Regions from separate parts of the Sus scrofa genome. Here region 1 is linked to region 2. A link is a contact called in public promoter capture Hi-C data. All regions are on one chromosome and are shown on one strand. The core of a region is the stretch at or near the end of the contact, and the rest is flanking DNA. Distances in the headings are between cores, read along the strand shown. Region 1 has its middle 61 kb from the start of IVNS1ABP. Region 2 holds the start of IVNS1ABP (influenza virus NS1A binding protein).

Region 1 (4,971 bases), core at 938-3,437, 60 kb after region 2:
CATAGTAGTTTTGATTTGCATTTCTCTATTAATCAGTGATGTAGAGCATCTTTTCATGTGCTTATTGGCCATCTGTATATCTTCTTTGGAGAAATATCTATTCAGGTATTTTGCCCACTTTTCAATTGGGTTAGTTTTTTTTGTTGTTGAGTTGTATAAGTTGTTAGTGTATTTTAGAGATTAGGCCCTCCCTTGTCAGTTGCATCTTTTGAAACTATTTTCTCCCATTCCATAGGTTATCTTTTTTTTTTTTTTAATGGTTTCCTTTGTGGTGCAAAAGCTTGTCAGTTTGATCAGGTCCCATTGGTTTATTTTTACTTTTAGTTCTGTTGCCTTGGGAGACTGGCCTAAGAAAATATTTGTATGGTTGATGTCAGAGAATGTTTTGCCTATGTTCTCTTGTAGGAGTCTGATGGTGTGTTGTCTTACATTTATGTCTTTAAGCCATTTAGAGTTTGTTTTTGTGCATGGTGTGAGGGTGTGTTCCAATTTCATTGACTGGTATGCAGCTGTCTAGTTTTCCCAGCACCACTTACTAAAAAGACTGTCTTTTTCTCATTTTATATTTTGCCTCCTTTGTCAAAGATTAATTGACTGTAGGTATCTGGATTTCTTTCTGGGTTCTCTATTCTATTCCATTGGTCTGCCTGTCTGTTTTGGTATCAGTACCACACTGTCTTGATGACTATAGCTTTGTAATACTTCCTGAAGTCTGGGAGAGTTATGTCTCCTGTTTGGTTGTTGTTCCTCAGGGTTGCTTTGGCAATTCTGGATCTTTTGTGGTTCCATAGAAATTCTTGGATTGTTTGTTGTAGTTCTGTGAAAAATATCATGGGTAATTTGATAGGGATTGCATTGAATCTGTAGCGTTCCTTAATTATTGATATCCAATATCCCATAGTTAGTCCTTTTTCCTTTTAATGCTGTAAGAAATTGGGAACATGCAATACAAACCAAATCACACTTGTCTATAGCAGATATCGCTAACTGATTTTTGACAGTTTTCTCTGATTCCTGATGCTATCCTAGAATTCTCAAATGTTCTTCAGGCAACAATCAAGTGATCAGAGTTTGCAGATGAGAAGAAACTTATTCCATTTCTCTATTACATGCCCATCTTGAAAGAGCTCATCAGTAATCATGACTCAAAGTTTCAAAAATCCTGGGGCTTATTCATTAATGTTTTCAGCACATTGCATAATGCCTGGAAAACATGGCTTAAGTTGGATAAATATTTGAAGAACAAATGCTAAAATGTTTGATAAGTTAACAACACCTAGGTGTGTTCTGACATGTGTTGAGTGCTTGAATGCAAATAAAATCAAAATTTAAGTGGTCCTAGAGAATATACAAAGTAGTGACAATTTTACAATGAGGTACCTTCTGAGAAATTTTATTTCTGAACAAAACTTACTTTTTATACAACACTTTATAATTATTTTCAAATAAGTAAACTTAACATCTGTTCAATAATAAGAAACACCCAAGGGGGCTGTGGAAGCTTTCATTAGGAGTTTGAGGAGTAGGTAGTGAGCTAATCCAGCAGGCTGTTTTCCTCAAAGTTATAAATTTCAATTCAGTGGCTAGTAAGAATAAAATGTACTTTCTATTTATCCCTAGCCAAGGTTAAAGTAGTAGCACGTAACTTTACACTGTACTTTGTAACCTTTTGAAAGAATTATAAATCCTCAGTAATCTGGGTTACGGACTGATTTTTTTTCTGAAAATTGATTAAGTAAATAAATCTCTAAACTATTTATAACAAAGACACTTCCAATGTAACATATTTATAGAAGGAGAATAAAATGTTATAAACTTCAAGGCTGATTTTTCTCCTTCCTCATTGTCTCATTTTTAGGTTGATCAAAGAGGAGAATTATTTTACACCAGGGAAGTATTTTCCACTGAGGTAATATTACCTAAAATGTATTTATTTATTTATGTACTACCTTTATGATTTTTCTGTATTCTATAAAAGCCCAATATTACCTAGCACACAGTGCTAAATAAATGTTAGCAGTTATGATTGTATGTTATCAAAGATGCTTGGCTTAAGTTGAGGGTGAGAATTGTAAATTTTTCAAGGTATGTAATTATGCAGTCCAAAATGTGACCTACCCGCTCATATAGCATTTATGCTAGTGCACATTCAGTTTCAGGGTGTAACCAGAGAGCTCCAGCACAGAGGTGGGGTATAAGAGCCCAGGTCAGGAGGGCAGCTTGTTTATCACGTATCGATTTTCTTGTGCTGGTATTAACCAGCTTTTTCTGTAAAGGGTCTGTTGATAAATATTTGGGGTTTTGTGGCCATATGGTTTTTGTTGCAACTACTCAACTTTGCTGTAGCAGTGCAAAAGCAACCACAGATAATCCATAAATGAATGAATGTAGCTGTGTGCCAGTAAAATTTTATAAAAATAAAATTCTGGATTTGTACCAGGGATCATAGACCCCCTACTCCAGTGGTGTGGTTTTGGTGCTCAATTAGTTTTCTTACTCCTGTAGATTTTTTTTCATCTTATTTTGCTGTTTCATCCTGTGCATGTGTGTTTGAGGAGTGTGTGTGTGTATGTGTGTGTGTGTGTGTGTGTGTGTGTGTGCATGCCCCCCATTGCTACATGATTAATTTTTATCTCCCTCATTTTTAACGTGGACTGAACTTCAATTTGCTCTGATATAGGTACATTTTTCTGGACACTTCGCACCTTATTTGAGATTTGTTTCTCTTCCATTCAAAGTATGGTTTATAGGCTGCATATTGAGATGGGAGCTACATGCAGTCTTTATTGGAAGACTTGAGCTCTGTTCTATGATCTGAGGTTATGTTAAATATTCTGTAACGGAGATCAGTTAAACTAGTTAGGAGTATATTTTACTTTTGGACAGATTCTCTCGGGCTTTAGTGGATTTTTCTGTTCCTCGCGGAGCCCTGGAAAATGGTAAAGTCTGGAGTCTTAACTCCCCCTTTTATCACCTATGCTCACCTATGCACGCCTTTGCTTCACTTAGCTCCAAGTTGTGGGAAGTGTTGGCAAGAATTTTCTGGACGTATTTAATCAAAAATGTTGGTGCAATATTTTTTTCTGGTAAATGGGAACAGGATTAGTAGACATTCTCTATCCCTCTTATTTCTTTCTTCTTTTTTTTCTCAGATGCCTCTTTTCAAAGTCTATGGCATTAGGCTTTGACTCTTTCCTTGAATGCTAACTGAGGACTTGTTTTTCTTCTTGCTATTCACGTTGTTTATTTGCCTATTTTATTTATTCTCGAGCAGAATAGTATGGTGGTTAAAGACGCAAGCTCTGGGTTTAGACCGCTTGGGATCAAATCTCAGGTCTACCAATTACTGGTTCTGATTTGTGCTTCAGTTTCTAGATCTGTAAAATGAGATAATAATAGTATTGTTTATTTCATAATGGCATTATATTATTGAATGAAATGATTTGTGTAAAAGTATAATACCTGTCACATATTAAACACTATCTAAATTTTAAATATTATTTATCTATGTTTTTGAATTTTTTTTGTTTTAACAAATATTGTGATAGGTGATTTTGCTGTTTGATTCCCTCTGCCATATTGACCTTCTGCTATACCATTTGCGAAAATCTATAGTCACTCTTTAGTAGAAAATAAACCTCAACAGCTTATAACAAACTGTGCTATAATCACGTGTATACAGTAGAAGAAGCAGAAAGAAAAAAGGCATTTAATATGCTTAATAAATAAGCAAATTGGAAAGAGTTAGCTTTGCAGCTTTGCTTACAAATGAAATTAATTCATTTTCAACTCTGGGTAGACTTGATTTATTCTGCCAGCCTGGCTCATGTATGACTTGACTCACTTCAGAGCATACACTTTCGGCTTTGTTTTGTCTGTTTTTCTCAAATCAAAGCTCTCCAAATCCTCTCTCCTGACCTTGTCCTTTGGGCACAAATGTCTTTTCTCATCTCTTGCCACCTGGAACGATACTGGTTCCACTCTTTACTTTATTTCCCCCGTAATGGAAGCCTTTGTACTCCTGGCTTGAAATGGCAGAGAGGTTGGTTATGACATGTTTATATTTTCACCCAGAATTTTAGGTTCAGACTTTGTCCTTCATTTAATTTGATTCTGGGGTTTAGGGTGAAAGGAGTCTATGAAAATCAAGAACACTGGCTCCTCAGAAATCTCTTAACTTATAAAGATTAGTGGAACTTTTACAACTGGTTGCACTGGGACCTGGGATTTATGGATAGGCCTAGTTTTGTACAGATTCTTTACAATTCCTAACCCATGTCCTCTTTCAGTAGAGATTTTTAAATCTTGGAATTATGTTGTAGCAAAATGGAAATAATTCTATTTACTAAAGCAGGATCACTGAATGGAATGCATAGTAATTTAACTTTTTTGATAAAGTGAAGGTCAACTGGCAACCCATTTTACCTCAGTCTTTGATGAAAATATTTCTCAAAAACATAGGGACACTCACTCTCCTACCTGAATATTGAACATGGGATTAGCTTGACTAGGCGCTGACTATAGGACTTAATCTGAAAATCTTTGATAATGGTTTGTTTTTGTTTTCTTCTAAAATAGATTTTTTTTTTTATTAAGGAAAATTTGTTTCTTGAATTCTGATTAATTGAGGGTTTGGTATTTTCTCTTAGCTCTTGTTTATACGGTATTACAGGATGAGGTGTGACCATAGTATGTGGTTAATCTGAGTTGCTGTGGCTCATGATGTCAGTTATATAAGTCCGGCTCTAATATTTCCAAATTTCTGTGTCGTCAGTCTACAAGAGAACCACATGATGAACCACATCTTTTAGTCATGTCTAGTTCTACCATATGCATATGAATATGACAAAAATGGAAAGAATGGTAGCATGCCTTTTTAAACCAATTAGGCAACATTTCAAGTATTCAGAGTAATCCTGAAAATAATGTAACAGACTCCTGAGTTACTGCTGTCCAGATTTATCACAGGAT
Region 2 (5,247 bases), core at 622-3,121:
AGTTAGAAAAACAGAACTATGAATTAAGATTAAGAAATCAACATCTATTCATTAATTACAGAGAGTTCATCTATGAGGAGAATATGGAGGAAAACCATTCTGCCTCTCTTTTAGGTCAGTGACACTAGTCCAGTTTTACCTTTCACTACCAAATTAAAGACACTTGACAAGTAGCCTGCCAGCTGGTGTTATATTCTTCTTAAGCCAATTCTAAATAGTCAGTGTATGTCTCATCTTCAGATATACAAATAACTTGCTTCTTCAGCATCTTTCAGACAAAAGTTTCAGCATGATTATGCCTAAAACTATTCATCAGTATTCTGTTATCCTTAAACCAACCACCAGTGCTAAAATTATTAAAAGACAACATGCTACTCCATGCTGTATTTGTTGAATTGTTTAGAGTAGTACTATGCCTAGAAGTTATTTACTCCAACGCAGGAGATCACCACACACACACACACACACACACACACACACACACACACACCCCCATCATCCTCAAAAGAACAGCTAGCTTGATGCCTGGGTGTCTAATCCTCCATCACTGACAAAAGACAGTAGAAAACAAAAATGAACCCTGCAGGCATCTGATTCATACTTACTAGTTTTTGAAACGTCAGCGGTTTCAAACAATAGATCTGTCTACGTTGACTTGAAGAAGTCAATTTATTTCTAAAGTATTTATGGTTCAAGTTTCCCTCTGTTAAACCCTCAATCTGATACAGCCTAATGCCTTCCTACCATCAAGAGCTTACAACCCGAGTCGCTTTGCAAGATGTGCAGAAAGACAGAAAAAGAGCAAACCTCTCTGACGATTTCGTTTGCAAAAAGTGGCGAGTCCCCCAGAGTGACTGTCTGGAGAGCCCTGCAGCCCCGGGCCTTCATCCCCGCGGGGCCCGGCCCGAGCCCACTACCGAAGGCTGCGAGGCGAGGCGCCCAGCGTCTGCACACCCCCGCCCGGGATTGGCCGGCCCCGCAGTCATTCAGCGCCGACACGTCAGGGGCAGCCGCTCCCTCCATCCTCCCGCCCCCTTCTCCCCGCGCTTGGCAAGAAGAGCGGGCAACGTGGAGCGGGAACAAAGGACCCCGCGGCCCACGGCGATTAGGGGTGCCACCCTACCCCAGGCCCGGGGCACCGATGGGGGTCCCTAGGCCAGCTCCCTGCCCGTACGCGCCGGGTCCTGGGAGGGCTCCGGAATAGAGTCCAGCCCTCGGGCAGACTCCTACACTGGGCGTCAGTCAGTTCATGACAGTAGAACGGAGATTCCCAAGCCCACCTTCCGGGTGGTCACCCCTGGCCAGCGGCGGCTAATCCCAGGTTTCCGCGGTCCCCACGAGCAAAAGCTTCTCTTTCCTCCCGCCCGACTCCCCGGCCACAGCGCTCTCCGGGGCGGCCCACACCCCGCCCTCGCCCGCCAGCGCGACCCAGCAACCACCGCAGCGCCGACTCCTCGCCCCTCGAGAGGGGGGCGGCGGCGGCTGGGGGCATCCTCCCCGGGACCCGGACACCGCGCCGCGCTACCTCCGGCTCCGAGCCCGGTCCCGCCCTCCTCCCCCGCCGTCGGCGGGAGCAGCGCGCATTACCTGGTTCATCTCTGAAGAGATGGAAAAACTCATCTCTGGAGCTTCAACGGGGAGCAGGAGGAAGCGAGCGGGACTCGGCCCAACGGAAAGCGCCTCGAGGCCGCGGCGGGGGGAGCGATCGAGCGGGGGAGACGGGCCACAGTCCGCGAAGGCTGCGAGGAGGGCGAGAGACGCCGGGGACTCGCGGGGACTCGCTCGCTCGCCGGCACAGCAGCGGAGAAGCCGCAGGGAGAGACACTGCGCCCAGCAGCTCGCAGCGACCGTCCTCCACGCGCGCCCGGGACACACTGCCGCCGCCACCCGCTCGCGCCGCACCCCCTCGCACGTCACCACGTGCGCCGCCGCAGCCGCCGCCGCCGCCGCCGCCAGCGCCTCCCGGGTGCTTCCGGTCCGAAGGCGTCGGCGAATGAGCGGCGAGCCCAGCCTTACTGCGCTCGGGGCCCCGCCCCTCTGGCCCCGCCCCCCTCTGGCCCCGCCCCGCCCCCGCCCTTCTCCCGCACCCGGCTCGGTTCCGTCCTGCGCGGTTCAACTAGGTCAGCGCAAGGTGATCCCTGGAAAGGGGGTGCTCCGAGCGCGCCGCTGGTCGCGTTCTCCCTCCTTCCGTCGCCCCGCACCCCCGCTTTGCCCTTTCGGACCGTCTGAGAACTGGTTCCCTCCGGCCACCCTCACCTGTTCTGCCATCCCCTGGAGGCACAATAGCCTGAGAGATTAGATGTGAGAGATTAGATTTCTCCGCGTTAAATATACATCTGGGCAACCGCCCTAGACTGGAGCTGGCCGCAGTGGACCTAAGAGTCTGTGGCTGCCCGTCGCCCTTATCTCTGGAGGAGGGTGATGGTGTGCGGGGGGGAGGCGTGGTGACTGAGGAGGAACAGAGGCGCGTTGACAGAAGGTTGAGAGGCTTCAGTAACTCAGAGAAAACAGCTAGAGAGGTCGGAGAAGGCATGTTTATGTCACTGTTGCTGTGAAAACCTGTTTACTTCTGCTTTTCGTCCCTGGGATTTGTTTTGTCTGGGTGCAGTTTTCCTCTCAGAGACTGAGTCAGTCCTCTGCTGGATCTGCCCTCTTGGAAAAAAAGAAAATCACATTGAGAACAGATAGCAACCCTCATTACCCACCACCACCACCACCACCACCACCCCTCACCCGGAAAGGCAGACCTTTAACGGGACGCGTGATATGTACCAGGCTCTGACAGCAACTTCAGACCGCTCTGAAGGGCACACTGGAAGGTTTTCTAGATTGAAGGTGAAGGGATTTAGTGAAGTAAATTTGTTTAGATTTTGGCAGAGGCTTCTAAGCTAATGTCCTGTTAGCACATCTTGATTTGATAAGGGCACTTACACCTGCCGGGTCTAATCTTGTTTGCATTGGATCCCTCTGCTTAATTAGTAGGAGCTCTTGTCATTGCTTCCTACCATTCTTTAGAAATGATAAGGAACGTGTGCTTACGGGAGCAGGAAAAATGTTGGGGCCCTTTACCTGCCTGAAGCTCTACAACTTTTTATTGTAAAATATTGAGACAAGGAGATTTGTGTTTGGTTTTGCTTCCAGTTCCATCGAGAGAGGCAACAGGATTTACCATGTCTACTGTTATGATCTTATATCTTCCTTAAGGAGAAAAAGACTGACATTTGCCATTGAACTCTTGTTTTTGTCTTCTGATAACTGATAGCAGTGTTTACTTTTATTGCAAATGGAACTATTAGAGTGCATACCTTTTAAGTTCTTTTAATAACATGGGCGTCATCCTTCCAGAGAGAAAGTATGAACTGCCCACTTCAGGTAGGCACATGACTTTGTGGCCTGCTGGACACGTGGTCCCACGTGCTGTACTCTAAATAGTACCTTTGTGACCTGACACAGTCAACACTTTCTTAAAGCTACAGCGTGATCAGTCAAGACATTTTTCCCTTGTATGGAATTTCACATTTGCATATTACTTTTTCTATAAGTAAGGACATAATACATTCTATTTGTCTTGCAGGTAACTCCAGATTTAAATCCATCTATTCAATTACTATATAATCCAGATGAAAATTTGACAATGGAACATCCTGGGCAATTTCAACCTGGTAAAGTAACAAAGTATAATACTTCACTCAGTATTTTAATTAGACAAGCTGTATTTGGACAATGCTTAATAAAAATAAAAACTATCAATTCCTTTTCTACGTTAGGCACTGAGAAAGATGTATTAGGAATTGGTGCCAACCTTTAGTCTTTGCATTTTCCTTTCTGATCCTCCTTCAGATATTGTCCCAGTCCTAAACTCTGGCTTGTATTTTACTCTTTATGTATTCATGTTTAGGGCTGCTGTAACAAAGTATCACAAACTGAGTGGCTTAAACAATAGGAATTTCTTGTCTCACAATTTGTACTTCTAAAATATAAGGTCAAGGGAGTCTGTAAGGCCCTGACTCCACCGCACCCTCCCCCACCTCCACTTCCCCCCCCCCCACCCAATTCTACCCCTAGCCTGGGAACCTCCATATGCTTCATGTGAAGACCTAAAAAGAAAAAGAAAATATTTTTAGGGTACATTAATAAAATGCCTTAAGAGCAGAAATAAGAAAATGGCAGTGTCATAAAAGTCATGAGAAGCACAGAGAAAAATCATAAAACTTCCATTGAAATAGGTCATTGGGAATTGTTATGTGTTTCAATGTATAACAAATTGAGAGATTGATGCCTCCCTAAGAAGTTATTTTAAATATTCCCTTCTATAAAGAAGCTTCCATTTTCCTGGTAAGACTTCTGTAAAAACTTTGCATCGGGACAGGCAAGCTGATCAGATATAGATATATATTTTAATCCAGGATTATAAAATCAGAATACTTTGGTACTGCATTATCCTTACTGGTTATTGTATTATCCAAGCCGATCATTATATTCATGACGTTTTGCTAGTTTTCTAAAATTTTGAGAACAACTCTAGCCTCCTTTTCCAACAACCAGTATCATCTAATAGTTTCTTTCCCTTTCAACAATTTTTTAGGAATTAAAGCTTCTTGTCATTCAAACGTACATCCTGTGACTTGTGACATAATATAGCCTCTAAGCCTGCTACCTCTTTGGACTGTGTGGCTAACAATTGTAAATTTTCTAAAAGCCTTCACCTAAAAAGCCTTAAAAAATTATCAGCTTGATTGCTGAGACTAAGCAAGGCATATAATAAGCAGTCTTCATACTGAGCTGTTTTTAACATAAATATTAAAATCCAATGTATAAACAAAAGCTTGGTAACATATAACACAAGCTGTACAGTTCAATCCAGAAAGAGATCTTTTGTTGTGTTTGCATCTAAAACTTGACACCTAATGGATAAAAGTTACACAATACAGTTCAACTAGACTAGCCAGCAAACTGTTGCTGGTGTAAACTGATCACTTAGCATTTGAAGTCAAGAAAAAAAACAGAAAGGAGGGAGCAGTGGGGTTGTAGCATCAACTTTCCCTTCTTTTATAATGTTTTCTACGGTCTGGAGGAGACCAGAGTGCGGTACAATGAGAAAATGATGGAATTTTACAAGATTCTTGTGAACTGGGCTTTCTAAACCACTAAAGATAGAAAGTCGTAAGGGTGTTATATAAGAGTTCCTATTCCTACCCCGAGAGTAATCTCATGCTTCTCCAAAATTGGTACCCTGGGGAACAGAAT

What was found. Promoter capture Hi-C pulls out the DNA fragments that hold promoters and counts their contacts.
Region 1: a contact with region 2 is called in a promoter capture Hi-C map of liver, with 3 times the contacts expected there. The contact joins the enhancer-like site here to the promoter of IVNS1ABP in region 2. A contact is called at or near these places in 1 of 5 promoter capture datasets (liver), 4 of 47 Hi-C or Micro-C datasets (embryonic fibroblasts, epiblast stem cells, heart right ventricle and 1 more) and 1 of 2 datasets of contacts at active chromatin or transcription factors (alveolar macrophages).

The regions. Positions count from the first base shown.
Region 1 is chr9:126,537,769-126,542,739 of Sscrofa11.1, forward strand. No RefSeq gene overlaps it. Among named protein-coding and RNA genes, the nearest start is that of IVNS1ABP, 61 kb to the left of the region's middle. Within about 2 kb of position 2,188, at least 2 of the 83 cell types and tissues checked have an H3K27ac peak or open chromatin away from gene starts, as enhancers often do. A contact at or near this core is called in liver, where this site is marked.
Region 2 is chr9:126,477,712-126,482,958 of Sscrofa11.1, forward strand. IVNS1ABP (influenza virus NS1A binding protein) reads right to left here and starts at 1,872. Exons shown (of 15, transcript NM_001161649.1): 1 at 1,588-1,872.